Regions from separate parts of the Mus musculus genome. Here all the other regions are linked to region 1. Evidence: chromatin contacts called from public Hi-C data. All regions are on one chromosome and are shown on one strand. Each heading gives the region's core, a stretch centred on a gene start, on an enhancer-like site or on the middle of the called end of the contact. The rest is flanking DNA. Distances are from core to core; before and after follow the strand shown. Region 1 overlaps Gm39660 (a long non-coding RNA gene). Region 2 overlaps 4933417E11Rik (RIKEN cDNA 4933417E11 gene). Region 3 has its middle 14 kb from the start of Gm28818.

What was found. Hi-C and Micro-C count contacts between places; a contact is called where the count stands out from the background.
Region 2: a contact with region 1 is called in a Hi-C map of bone marrow-derived macrophages, with 28 read pairs. The contact joins two enhancer-like sites. A contact is called at or near these places in 1 of 15 datasets of contacts at CTCF or cohesin (the NIH/3T3 cell line), 7 of 484 Hi-C or Micro-C datasets (bone marrow-derived dendritic cells, bone marrow-derived macrophages, erythroblasts and 3 more) and 3 of 115 datasets of contacts at active chromatin or transcription factors (embryonic stem cells, microglia and neural progenitor cells).
Region 3: a Hi-C map of erythroblasts shows a contact between it and region 1, with 4 times the contacts expected there. The contact joins two enhancer-like sites. A contact is called at or near these places in 6 of 484 Hi-C or Micro-C datasets (bone marrow-derived macrophages, erythroblasts, granulocyte-monocyte progenitors and 3 more) and 3 of 115 datasets of contacts at active chromatin or transcription factors (embryonic stem cells, liver and pancreatic cancer cells).

What each region holds. Positions count from the first base shown.
Region 1 is chr1:71,729,221-71,733,904 of GRCm38.p6, reverse strand. It overlaps Gm39660 (a long non-coding RNA gene), which reads left to right. Exons shown (of 3, transcript XR_001778956.2): 3 at 3,573-4,684. Gm30160 (a long non-coding RNA gene) reads right to left here. Exons shown (of 4, transcript XR_003947861.1): 2 at 898-1,026. Among named protein-coding and RNA genes, the nearest start is that of Gm30160, 3.1 kb to the right of the region's middle. Within about 2 kb of position 2,119, at least 37 of the 459 cell types and tissues checked have an H3K27ac peak or open chromatin away from gene starts, as enhancers often do. A contact at or near this core is called in bone marrow-derived macrophages, erythroblasts and liver, where this site is marked.
Region 2 is chr1:71,972,441-71,977,124 of GRCm38.p6, reverse strand. All of the region lies in intron 1 of 4933417E11Rik (RIKEN cDNA 4933417E11 gene), which reads left to right. Among named protein-coding and RNA genes, the nearest start is that of 4933417E11Rik, 30 kb to the left of the region's middle. Within about 2 kb of position 2,189, at least 30 of the 459 cell types and tissues checked have an H3K27ac peak or open chromatin away from gene starts, as enhancers often do. A contact at or near this core is called in bone marrow-derived macrophages and erythroblasts, where this site is marked.
Region 3 is chr1:71,911,451-71,916,134 of GRCm38.p6, reverse strand. No RefSeq gene overlaps it. Among named protein-coding and RNA genes, the nearest start is that of Gm28818, 14 kb to the right of the region's middle. Within about 2 kb of position 2,699, at least 42 of the 459 cell types and tissues checked have an H3K27ac peak or open chromatin away from gene starts, as enhancers often do. A contact at or near this core is called in erythroblasts and liver, where this site is marked.

The sequences.
Region 1 (4,684 bases), core at 870-3,369:
GTGAGCCTGTGTGTATGTGTGTGAGCCTGTGTATGTTGGTGTGTGTATATATGTGTGAGTATGTGTTGGTGTGTGTGATTGTGTCTGTGTGTGTCTGTGTGTGTATGAGTATGTGACTATGTGTGTATGTTGGTGTGTGTGAGTGTGCCTGTGTGTATATGTGTGTCTGTGTGTATGTGAGCATGTGTGTATGTGTTTGTGAGTATGTGTATATGTGTGTGTTGGTGTGTGTGAATGTGTCTGTGTGTGTATGTATGTATATGTGTGTGTGTTGTTGTGTGAGTGGGTCTGTGTGTGGGTGTGTGTGAGTGTGTCTGTATGTGTGTGGCTCAGCTGCAGAATTCTTGCCTAGTAAGCACAAGTCCCTGTGTTCAGTCCCCAGCACAGGAAGAATAAAAATTAAAATAAAAAAGCAAAACTATATCATAGAGATTTTTCTTCTCCCATTCTCAGATCCCCACGGTCTTGAGAATAAAACACGAAATTGCCTAAAACCTTTCAGAACTGCCAGATGGATGCGGAGCATGGCATGGCTGGCTTTATGACAAGGCTGTCATGTGACTTCTGAGTAAAGTCTGGGGACCCTGACACGATGGGATCAAAGTCAGGAAAGCAGAAAGTCGCTTTCACGAAAAGGACTAAAAGTCAGCTCGAGTCACACGTGCAAAGCTGAGCTATTTTTCATGAGTAGCCTGGAGGTTTTATTGACTTTCAAAATATTCATGCTTCTGATTTTTCAAAGTCTGCTTATCATGGGATGCTTCGATTTTGATATCATATCCAGGAATGGGCAGAAAGGGGTACTTTGTCACTGACCACAGGACATGAGCAAATAAATTTTTAGAGTAATTTAAAAGGAAGGGGAACTCAGTGAGAGTCATTTTCTTGAATCCTCACCTTCTTCAAACCTGATGAAAGGGCACTGGGATGGCAGAATAGACCGGAGAACTCGAAACAGATCAGACTGCGATTTATATTCAACTTCATTGTTTCTTCAGATCAAAGTGGGCCATGGGTACGTGGGCACTATGGAAAAGCAGAGAAGCCAAAAATAAAGCTGAAATACAATTTTGTCTTACATTTGATTTGGGTGAGGTACTTACTCAATAATAAGCAAGGTTTCAAAGATGATCAAAATGTAATATGGGAAGGGGAGGCATATGGTTGGAAGATATGTATTCGGAATTGGGCAGGAGAACTAAGAGTTTCCAGCTTCCTCACCACTGGCTATATAGCAAGGAATTACTTGATGCTGTTAAGTCTAATTTTCTTGAGTTATAAACAGGGCTTGTGCTATCTCGTTGTTGGATCCAAGCAAACTGGGGTTATTCGCTAGGTAGAGTGTGTGTGTGTAGATAACACACAACAGTCACTATTTCTCTGACACCATTATTCCCAAATGCATCCCTTTTGACTTTGGCCTCTAAATTCAGCCCTTTAAGATTCCTGCTCCACATGGGAAGTGGAATCCTGCCTGGATTACCAAAAAAGAACAACAGTTTAAGAGTCTTCACTCTTTGCCCGACATGGTGGTGCATGCCAATAATCCCAGTGGATGGAGAAACTGAGGCATGAACAGGCTTCCCTGGGATTTAAGGACAGACCGGGCTACATACTGTTACAGGTCAGCCTAAGCTACGACTCGAGTGAGTCCTTTCTCTTTTAAGAGAAGAGGAAGAAAAGAGAAGAGAAGAGGAGGAGGAAGAGGAATAGAAGGAAAAGAATATTAGCATTGTCATGCTAAGCCTCCGAATTGAGTTCACTGCCTCAGGATGGGGAGGAATGGCAGGAGGCTGAGAAGGCAAGGTTTTTATTGAGCAGCAGGGTGACAGCTTCCTGCAATATGGCAGAGCCTGGAACACTCATTGTCAGGTAGCAGACTTCTGCTTCCCAGGAGTGGGTCAATCTGGTCCCACCCCATGGGTAAATTAGGTCTAGAGCTGGGGTGAATCTGATTGATTAATTTGACCATATGTGTGGAATTCTAGATGAGCCAGGTCAAAGAGAAAGCCCCTGGAAAGCCTTCCAGTTGATGATATGGGGTGGGGGTGGGAGGAGTGGACACAAAGAACTAGGAAGTCCAGAGGACAGAGGCTAATGATTAACTGGTGTGATAAGTCAAGTCCTTTGGATTTTAGTCCTTGACAACAGATAGTTTATGGTAAAACTCAGGACTCTTGTTGCAGTTGACTAGGTGTGCTACCAGGACATAGAGATATTTTTGTTTTCCTTAAACCCATGACTCTAACTTCCCATAGAGTTGTACTGCCTAGTTCCTAAGTTGTATTAATATCACATTATTGATAATAGCCCCATCTAGAACCTCTTTGGGTAACAACTGGATCAAAATAGAGCAAGAGTGGAAAGTTTGACAACTCCAAAGTACTTACATCTTCTCTTTCCATACCAGGCTTTAAATAAAAGATAGAGTACTTTTTGATGCTTTCTCTCTTTTCCTAGTTACACTCTTTGCCTTCAACTTTGTCAAAAAATCCACTTTTAACATCAGAAACCAAGTCTTTCTTCACACAGGCCTCCATCGAGCTGGTTCCCCAGCTTCTTTGGTCTGAAGAAATGATTGCTGATTCAGTAGACCAGAAAGAAGGACGTGCCCAAGACTCCCACCCCTTCATCCTTCCGTCTAACTCCCTACCTCTGTCAGATTGTGACAGCCAGAACACAAAGCAGTATTTTGATCTCTGGTCTTCTGCAATTCTTATGAAATGCTTTAATCACTTCCCCTTCTGCTCCCGCAACTTCCTTTCTTATATTCTTTCAAAACCTTTGCTTTTGAAATCATCCCATCCACCCACTTTGTAACTCTGCATAAAAACAGAGAACTCCCTTCCCTCCTCTGCATTTTATCTAAGTCAAGTCCAAAACCAGAACTTAGCCCTACTCAAAGATATCTTAATTATATTCACAACTCTTCTGTCCCTTCAGCCTCTTATCTTTCTTCCTCTCAGTCCTGGGCAACTGTCTTCTGGTGAACTTTGCCCCTGCACAAAATCTCTACTCCTAGCCACAGAGATTTGGGTCACTCCATCTCACTCCAAATGATCTCACAGCAAATTATCTTTGCTGCTATGGGAGTTTCCTAGTGTTCCTGTGGGTTGACACCCCACTATTTTATTTTAGTGTGATTTTCCCCTCTCCATCTTTGCTTAACTTCATGCATGCAATCTAGTATCCTATTTAAAGAAGATCTTGTCTATGAATGATATAGAAAACAAAAGAAATTTTTGGTTTATTAAATCTTCCTGCAGTAAACAACGGCTCTGAGTATGTTGCTGCAAACACAAATGACTAGCAACCTCAGGTTCATGCTCATAAATCTCACACTACCATTTCCCTCTTGCATGCAATGTCTGTATTTCCCTGGCCCTTGGGAATAAGGATAAGTTGCTGGTGTATTTTCCCACCAACGTATTGGCCTCTTCCTTATCAGAAAACGCTTCCTTCCTGTCTTGTGGGTGAGTTAGGGAATTTTTTTTTTCTTAGCTATTTTCTGCTTCTGTAGCTCCTTCTGTCCTCGAAGGCTTCCGTAATCTATGTTTCTTGCCTCTCTGCAGAGGAAGAGCCCTGTGTCCCATGTGGCGAACCCATGCCTGACAGAGAACATGAAGGAGGAACATGTATACTTCTGCCCATCACACTGCCTGTTTTGGTTGTTTGAACAACCCCATATCTCATATTCATTTCTTTAAAAACTTAGACTTCTGCAGTATGCCTGTCCAGGAGGATGTCTGCCAAGTCGCCAGTATGAGAGGCAATTAGTTCCAAGGTGACAATGTGCTGAATACCTTCGTTTGCCATCTTCATTTGGGTGACTTGTTTGAAAACAGAGACTCATTGTTCCCATCTATGGCCTATTCCTGTGTGAGACAGGCTTCCGCTGCATGATGTCCAAACACCTCTGTGAACCCCACTTTCAGTTCCTGTGTGATGTCTACTTGCTTGCTGTAGGTTTTCCAACGTTCTCTGAAGAGATCTTTAGAATACTGCCAAGTCCTGAATCAGACCTTTCCAAAGCATACCCACTCAGTTTTGTGCACATCTATGCAAACATTTGCAGCTATATTCAGGAAAAAAAAAAAAAAAAGATGTGTTTTAGAGCATTAGTGGTTTTTGCTGGTGGCCTGGCCTCCTCTTTCACAGGAAGGGAAGAGAAAAAGATCTGCTGAGCTCTTTCCATTCAGGATCCCAGCTTTGTCTCAGCAGTTTTCCAGAACCCTGGTGCCAGCTCACTTTGCACGTAGAAAACTCAGAAAAATGAAATGGTTCAAGGCTCTGAACTAAGCTCTCACCAGGGTCTCATGTTCAAGGCTGCCAAGGGATGTGTACCCTTAAGGGCGTTTCCCCACCTCCTTGGATCAACCTCATCCAGAACAACTAACGAAGACAGTAAAACGACTTATCCCGTGTCTGGAAAGAAAAGAAAACCTGTCAACCTTCCAAGCACAAGAGAAATAGCGTCGGTAATAAATTGCTTCTAGAGCAGTACATGAGGTAGACTGTAAAATACAAATAAGTTAATGATTGTGCTTAAATAGTAAAGGGAAGCGCAGACATTTATCACAGTCCCTTTTTAAATGAGGGTTCTATTCAGTATTTTGAAGTGTTCATTCACACATCTGCTCCACATCTGTAGTCTGTCTACAGTATTATGTCTGGTGGCAATGAT
Region 2 (4,684 bases), core at 940-3,439, 240 kb before region 1:
TAGAGAGAGTGTTCTCAGCTCTAGAGTCTAGTGCTAACTCCAGGGGTGCAGATCAGAACTGAACCTCAGCCTAGAATTATAGCTAAAAAGCACTTGCAGGATTTGACACACACAGCAGGATGGGCTGCAGCCCTTTGAACCTAGCTAGGATGGGATCAGTGTAAAGACATCCACAGTGGATGCAGGGAAAAGCCACATGACCAGAGTCCCACTTGATAGCATGTCCACTGTGAGGAGGAGAGGGCACGGGAGGGTGTCTGCGAAGGAGAAACAGCTCCAGGTAATGTGAACTCTGAATACAGGTTATACGTTTATCTGCTTTAAGTTAGAAGAGAAAGCAGTATTTAAAAATTGTGTGTGTGTGTGCGCGAGCTCTTCTCTGTCTATCTGTCTGTCTAGACCAGAGGTCAAACCTTGGTGTCATTCCTCAGCAGTCATCCACCTTGTCTTTGGAGACGAAGCTTCACTTGGACCCAGGGCTCACTGACTGGGTACGCTGACTGACCGGGCTACGCTGACTGACCGGGCTACGTTGACTGGCCAGCAAGCCCCAGGGATCCTCCATCTCTGGCTTCCCAGCAGTGGAATTACAAGTGTGTAGAGTCACATCCTGGGTTCTGGGAAAGAACTTGGGTCTTCATAACTGCATAACAAGCTGTTTACCAACCATGCCATCTTTTTTTTTGTTGTTGTTGTTGTTGTTCCAGAAAATTCTTTGTAACATTTTTCAATGAACAAGTTTGCCACCCTCAATCAACGGGATTATTTTTTTCCAGCCCCCACACCCCAGTTTCCCAGGCACACTCTGTAGTGACTGGAACTGAATCCACCATACAGTTTATTTTAGCCTCCCTTACATTTCTCTTAGACTTTCCTTTTAGTTTCTGACTTAGCTTCCCTTATCAACAGCCCCACGTTTTCCTTTGCAATTGTCAAATTATCTATCAGGTGTGCTGGAACAGAACCAAGTGGTTCCCACAAAGCAAAAGGACTGTATCCCAGCGTCTCATCAGTTTCCATGGGTTTTGGTCCAGGCTGTGCTTTGGGCCTTTGGCCCAGTGTTCAGTTATTTCTGTGTTCAATTGTATGTGGCTTACAAGACTAATGTAATTTAGAATATTAGATGCTGGGAAGGAAATAATGGCTAAGGAGCTGGTTAAGGCTTTTATGTGTGCATGTTTGTGTTTGTGTTCAGGGGTGTGTGTGTGTGTGTGTGTGTGTGTGTGTGTGTGTGTGTGTGAGAGAGAGAGAGAGAGAGAGAGAGAGAGAGAGAGAGCGTGCTTATGCAAGGGAGAGGACAACTCCACGTGTTATTCCTCAGGCTCTGGACATCTTTAATTTTTTTTCACATCTACTCATTTATTCATTTATGTGTGCAGTGGTAGATATGCATACCACAGTGAACATATGGAGGGCAACTTTCATGAATCTCTTCTGCCATGTGCATTTTAGGGGTCAAACTCTAACTTAGTTGACAGGCTTAGGCAGCAGGTCACTTAACTTGCTTGACCAACCACTGGCTTCACCCTTCTTTTTTTCTTGCAGTGCTAGGAATTGAGTTAGGGACTCGCACATGCTAGGTAAACACTCTAGCGCTTAGCGCTATTCCAAGCCATCACCTCTGTTTCCGAGGCCGGCTCTCTCACTGTCCTAGGACTCCCCAGGGATGCTGATTGGGTATTGAGGCTCAGGCATCTTCCAGTGTCCACCTTCTCAGCACTGGATTGCAAGTGTGTAAAACCGCATCATGTCTGGCTTTCAGAGTGAGTCTAGGGACCAGACTCAGGTTCTCACGCTTGGACAACAAACATTTTACTAACTGAGTTATCCCTTGGCTCTGGTTGAGAGCCATTAAAGAAGTATTCATTTGTTAATTTTTAAATTATACAGATTTTTCTCCTGATTGAGTTTTAAGTTGAGTAGGAAGGAAAGAAAATAATGAACAGACCTTTAAAAATTGCTATATCTGTATAAGTTACAACTAGTAAAAAAAATAGTTGTGAATTTAGTTATGCTGTGCATTTTTTCTGAGTCCCTCCAGATCTGATCACGTGTCTCTAGGAGGCAGCCCTTCTGAGCCTCCTCTGATGAAGATCCAACATCAGGCGGCATGATGATGGGGAGTGCATGTGGGTGGGAGAGGTTACATCCTCATACAGGAAAGGGGAGAGCCAGGCTTGCCCCTTTTGCAACAACCCTCTCTGGAGAACTAATCTCACTTCCTTAAAAAGGCAGCACCCGCAGTGACCTCAAGACCTTGCAGAGGGCAAACTCCTCTAAAAGGTCCCCTGGCTGCCCAGCAGGGCGCAAGCTCCTTACAAACTGGAACATCTTCCCTCACAGTGTTCAATTTGCTATTGGCTCCTTCTCCCCTTTTTCTGATGCTTGATAGTGAACCCAGGACTTTATTATTAATATTTCCATTTTAGTCTATTTACCTCACCATTATTTTTTATGTTTAGAAATCAATTTTATGTTCTTTCTTTCTGTTTCGTACGAGTTGTATATAGTAATGATTCATTATGCCACCCTCGTACAGGTATGAAATGTCTTTTGATCATATTCACTCCTGTTAATCTGTCTAATTCCCTACCTACTTCTCATCTCCTCCTGCCTCTTGGGTCTTTTTTGGTGACCCAGTGAATTTCATCGTAGCTGCTCTTAGGAGCATGCATGAAGCGTTATTTATAGGAGTTTAAGCCTGTCAGTGTCTATCCCATTGAAGGAAATTTATTTCTTTCCCCCAGCAACTGTTAACTGAGTTGTTTATAGGACCTCAAGGAACGGTGGGGCTTTGTGAGCCCTTCTTCCTCCATGACAGAATGTTCATGGATCTAACTCTGTGAGAGTTTCATGCGGGTACACAGAGCTGTCTGCCGTGAGTTCAGTGCCCATGCTGTACCTGGAGGGCATTATTCCACAACACTCCCTCCTTTCTGTAGCTCTAGTGGTTTTCAGCCCCTCTTCTATGGTGTTTCTTGAGCCTTGGAGGGGGTGATACAGATGTCCCACTTAGGAATGAGCATTCAGCAAGTACTTGTTTTCTGCATTCTTATGAGCCTCTGCAGTTACTGCTGCTTATAGCAAAATGCTGCTGTGACCCAATCTGGCTTTAATAGTTTATATCAAATGATCAGCTGTCATTACAATGTGTCTGCTTTCACATGTGACAAGTGCTTCTTTCAGCTTTCAATAACTCCTTTTTGTTTTGTATAGCTATTGTTTTAACCATAATATGTCATGCAGAATGTGCTTTCTGGTCCTGTCCATTTGCATCTTATACCTCTGTGGGCATCTCCTTCTCACGATTCGGGAAATTTTCTTCTATGATTTTATTGTGTACTTTTCTATGCTTTCAGCTTAGAATTTGTTTCCTTCTTCCAGGCTTGTAATTTGTAGATTTGGTGTTTTCATCATGTCCCAAGAGTGCTGTTCATTCTGTTCTTATATTTTCAAAGAATTATTATTTTCTTTTATTAAGTGATCTGACCCCTTGTCTTTGGCTTCAAGCCCTGAAGTTCTTCCTTGCTCATGTTGCAGGAGACTTTCTACTGAGCTTTTGATTAGACCACTTAAAACTTTCATTTCCAGCTTCATTTCAGACTGGGTTTTCTTTGGTAGCTCTTTTTATTGGATTCTTTTTTTATATCCCGATTTATCTCCCTTATTTCCTTCAGTTACGTTTTCTAGGACTTCTATCAGTTTATTCCTGTCTTCGCTAAGTTCATTAAGCTGCATATTCGCATCCTCTTGGAATTCTTTGAACATGTTTATAATCGCTACTTTGGATCCTTTGTCTTAAAATTTGTCCAAGTCATTCCCCACGGGACCCATCTCTAATGGGCTGGTAATTTGGGATGAGGGCATGTTGTTTGTTTTCATGTTACTTAATGTTTTTGCCACAGGGCCTGGGTACCTGGAGTTAGGTTGTTTGAGTTGTCTTTTTCTAAGTCTCTATAGGCCACTTAAACCTGAGATAAAGTGGTGGGTTAGACAGGTTAGAAGCAGGTCTCAAAGAGGTAGAGCCAAGGAAATGATATCTCTTACAAGAGCCATGAGAAGCAGGTGGCCCAGTAGGTTCTCCAAGGAGGCAGAAGGACACTGGCAGTCACCGGAAGTATGGCGAAGGCTGTGGCAGCTCCTCTTCCTTCTTCTCCTCCTCCTTTTTCTTCTTTCCTTGTATCATCCTTCTCTTCTCTTCTCTTCTCTTCTCTTCTCGTCTCGTCTCGTCTCGTCTCGTCTCGTCTCGTCTCTTCTCTTCTCTTCTCTTCTCTTCTCTTCTCTTCTCTTCTCTTCTCTTCTCTTCTCTTCTCTCTCCCTCCCTCCCTCCCTCCCTCCCTCCCTTCCTTCCTTCCTTCCTTCCTTCCTTCCTTCCTTCCTCCCTCTCTAACTCCCTCCCTCCCTCCCCCCTCTTTCTTTCTTTCTTTCTTTCTTTCTTTCTTTCTTTCTTTCTTTCTTTCTTTCTTTCTCTCTTTCATAGTTTCAATTATCATTTGGTCTTAAGTTCTCTTGCGACTGGTAAGCTGTAACATTTACTTTATAATTACTACATTATTTAATTAAAAACACATTTTTCTTATATACATTGTAAGAGCCATACCTAGACTCTTCATATATAATTTTGCTTCTCATTAATATTGTGTTTTTCTGCTTATGTTAGTGCTTATGCTCACCATTTTTCTTT
Region 3 (4,684 bases), core at 1,450-3,949, 180 kb before region 1:
TTGCAAGATAAAAATACACACACACACACACACACACACACACACACACACACACACACACCTGCTGGCCATCAGCTTAAGAAGCCATTATGAATGGCTTTGCTCCTCTCATAGTCCCTTCTATAGATGTCATAGACTCAGAGAAAATTCATAGGTGGCCAGGCTTGTGGTAAGCACTTCACCTACTAAGCTGTTTCAATGGTCCTTTACTGATTTTTGAAATGTTTAGTGTGTTTACACTTAAAGGGGCTTTACTTAAGGCTCTAAATCAATTTGGAATGTATTTATCAGGAGCCTCTTAAACACAACAATGTAATGTTCTCTTGGCTTATCCTGCATCTGGAATCCTTGCCCAGGATGCCTGTGTAGGCATCAGGTTTGGCCGAATGCTGAACATTTCACTTCTGCTGTCCATCTGATAAGGGAAGATTAGGAGCAGTTCTTGGTCTTTCCTTACATTGTCCAGAAGAGTCTGGAGATAGCCAGAGAGTCTTTTATCAAGACTGAACCTTATCAGCCACCCACGAATAACAGGACTGATCACTATCTGAATTCCTGAATTCTGTCTTCCAGAGAGAGAAGAGGGTAGAAGGAAGAGGGCTGGGAATAAGGAACTCCTAGGGACAGTGACTCTTATCGCGATGATCCTCTGTCGTAAGGATGGTGCCTGGTATACCACAGGACATCTTAGATATTTGTCAAATAGAGTAAAGAAAAGCCTTGGAGATGATTCAGTTGATAGAGTGCTTGCTACAAACTCGTGAGGATCAGAGTTTGAGCCACTACATCCCTGTAAAATGCCTGGTGGGGAGGTGCATTCATGCACAAATCCCTGTGCTAGAGAGGTGGAGATAAAAGCTTTCCCTGAGCTGCTGGCCAGCTGGCTTGCTGAGTTGGTGAGTTCCAGGTTTGGATGAAAAGCTGACTCAATAAGTGAATGAGAAAGGTAGGCGATGTCAATCTCCGGCCTCCTCCACACACGTGTACAGACATGGACCTGAACACACTCATACACAAACATATACATGCTCACAGAGGTATAAATAAAGTCTTTACAACAATAATGGGAGGGGTGAACTGATCATTTGAAATTATGGCAATGGAAGAATGGATCTTGAACCTAAATCTCCATTTTTACCATGTTAAATGATATAATAAAAACTTCCCTCTGCACAAAAATCCAAGATATTTCAAAACACCTTCAGTGAGTCTCTTCCTTTTTCTCTCTGCCTCTCTCTCTCCCTCCCTCCCTCCCTCCCTCCTTCCTTCCTTCCTTCCTTCCTTCCTTCCTTCCTTCCTTCCTTCCTTCCTTTCTTCCTTCCCTTCTATCTTTTTCTGTCTCTCCCATCTTTCTCCTCTCCCCCCTCCCTTTCTCACTCTTTTGCTATAGCTTGAGTGATCTCTGGGAAGAAATTTAATGACAACCTATCATTTCATCAGTATCCAACTGCGTACAAGTTTATGCTCTACCAGACACCATGGAACATAGCCAGCTCAACTTCCTGCCCACTGAGGAGGCAGTGGTATCTTCACAGTGCCTGGCTCATAGCAGTTGTTTACTAGTAAGCATTAGTTTCCTTCAGCCCAAGGAGCTTATGGCAAGCCGTGGTCGCAGCCTTGTCCAGAATTCCTTCAATAACCATAGTATGATTTTATGATATTCTAGTCTAATAGTAAGTAGTTCTTCCTCAATATATAAACACTATGAAATAGTGGACTTCAAGGACTTTGCTGTGTTCAATGCTAAATTCCTTAAGACCTTAAACATGGTATATGTTTTAAAATATATACTCTTCTGAATGAATGCATAAATACGTGAATAATTATGGGAAAGGTATTGGTTCTAGTTTAGTTTCTGTTGCGGTAACAAACCTCATGACCAAAACAACTTGGAAGGAAAGGGTTTATTTCATTTTATACTTCACCATTGAGGGGAGTCGGGACAGAACTCAAGGCAGGAGTCTGGAGGGAAGAACTGGCGCAGAGACCATGGAAGAACGCTGTTTACTGACTTTTCCTGGCTACTCAACTACCTTTCTTATACAGCCCAGACCCACCTGCCCAGGGATAGTGTGAACCACAGAGGGCTGCACCCTGCCATATCAATCAGCAGTCAAGGAAGAACCCACAGACACCTCCACAGGCCAGTTGATGGACGCCTGTCTTAGCTTCTTTTCTGTTGCTGGGATAAACTGCCATGGTCAGGGCTACTTAAGGAAGAAAGAGTCTATTTTGGTCTCTGGATTCCAGAGTTTTAAGAATCCATCATGGCCAGGCAGCAAGTGGTAAACATGCTAGTAAAAGCAGGGAGCTTACTCTAGGAAGGAGAGAGAGGGAGAGATGGAGAGAGAGAGAGAGAGAGAGAGAGAGAGAGAGATGTTGGAGTGGTGCTGTCTGTAAGCTCTCAAAGCCTATCCTCCAGGGACATGTTTCCTTCAGCAAGATGCACCTCTTAAAGCTGCACAAACAGGACTAACAACTAGAGACCAAGTGTTCAAATATCTGAGGCTGTGGGGGCCATTTCTCATGAAACCAGCACAAGGTCAGCTTCTCAGTTGAGGTTCCCTCTTCCCAAGTGTATCACCTTGACAACCGATGCTAACGATGTCAGAAGCAGCAGCTGCTCTAGCGATGCACTGACTTTTAAAGGGAAGAGCTGATGTACCAGTCCAGAGAGTGACCTCTCGGGGAGTTACATGAAGTCACATGACACTATAGTAGGTGAATGACTCTTAGGCCATTGCCTGAACGTTCTATGGTGGTATTCATGGTTCAGACCAAGGGGAGGGGACTGAATGAGCATGTCTGGATGGCATTTATCCTCAGTGTAAGGAGAGGCTGTCCAACTTTGGATCCCATGAAACACATTTTGAAATATTTACAGTTGTCTCTCATCCATTCTTGCTCTTTCTATACAGCCCATCCACACTCCACAGATTTATAGCCAGTCAGCTTAATCCCTGCATTGTGAAATGATATGAAATCAAGCCATCAAGAGACCAAGAAGATGAAAATTGAGATGAAAAAAAAAATCTCTCTCAGTGGGTCTTCTGCCAGATGAGGCTATATGCTTGGGGCAGCTAGCTAACTCTTAAATAAGAAGACAAAATAAGGAAATAAAAAAATCAATACCTTTGATCTTTCTTAAAAAGTGCTCAAATATCCCAATGTTGTCTCCTACAGCCTTTATAAATCTTTCACTGGGGGCCTCAGAAAACTCCAAATCACATAACACAGCCATCAGGTTTCCAATCCAAGGAGAAAAGTGCTTTTCAAAGCAGTATGTGCCAAGCCCACCTTCACCTGGATAACATTTGTTAGCCAACCATGTGCTGTGTCCCTCTGTGTTTGTTGATCAATGTTGCAGTCACACTGACCGGAAGGGTGCTCTGTCCTGATTTCAGAGTGAGTTTTAAGCCACTTTGAAAACCCTTTAACTTGTGGGTTTGCCTCACTCTGTTTGAGTCCAAATTGCACAATAATATAATGAAGCAAGTCCTGTGGGACTCTCTGTGTCATATTAAATTTCAGGAAACCACAACCTTTGCACGTCTCCTCTGATTGCTCCCCTCCCCCCCCCCCCCCCCCCCCCCGACTGTGGCCCTATCCTGTGGCATCTGGCTGCTTTCTGGCTTGGTATTCAACAAGGTTGAAAACCCATTGCATCAGAGTCTCCTCTGACACTTTGGAAACCTCCTCCTTCTCGTCATTAAGCACTCCTGTCCTTTCTGAGTAATCAAAGCTTTATTGTAAAAACCTACTTAAATCCCCAAAGAGCTTTGAAACATTCGTTTCACTTTTCTGTCTGCTTCAATGGATATTTTATGTGAATTGTGAACTTGGGAAACATAAAAGGGGAAAATTAAAAAGACATATGCACGTTCTGTAAGAATCAGTAAGAAAGCCATGAACAACATTTTAGTGAGTAAACCATGAATGTGGGATGCATTTAGCTAGCTTGATATAGTCTTTCCATTTTCTTTATGATCCGCTCACATAAGGATGGTTGAACATTTATTCAAACTTTAGAAGGATCTTCACATTGTTTAAAAGCCTCACTATTTTACTCTGGAATGGTTTGGCCCACTCAGAAGGCTACTTAGTTATATTAAAAGTGTTCTTTAAAAGATAGCACCAGTCATTTTTTGGGAGAAGTATCAATTTCTAAATATTTTTCAATATTTAATGTTTGTGTTGTTATTATCCATGATATAAGACGAATTTAGAAATGTAAAGGTTATTTTCATTTAACTTACAATAAAAACAAAAATCCAGCAGGTCAAGTTCTAGCAGCTGAGAACAGAAATAATTATACATATTTTTATATACATCTATTTTTTCCTCTCTTTCTATGTATGATTTTTTTTAAGACAGAGTTGCTAATTAGCTAAGGCTGACCCTGAACTTCTAATTCTCCTGCCTCGGCCTCCTGAGTGCTTGGATTACAGGTATGGACCCTGTAATTTCTTTAAAGAACACTGAGTGAGTCCGTAGTGCAATGGGAAGAGAGCCAGCCTGAGCTGCTGGAGACTGAAGTGGAGTGGAACTCACTGGTTTCTTTGGAAATTTAGTTATGTCATGTGATGTTTTGCTGAGGCAGACAGGTGAGAGGATGTTTTGCTGAAGCAGACACATGAGAGGTCATGTAATGTTTAGAAAGTGATTGTGTGTGTGTTTGTGTGTG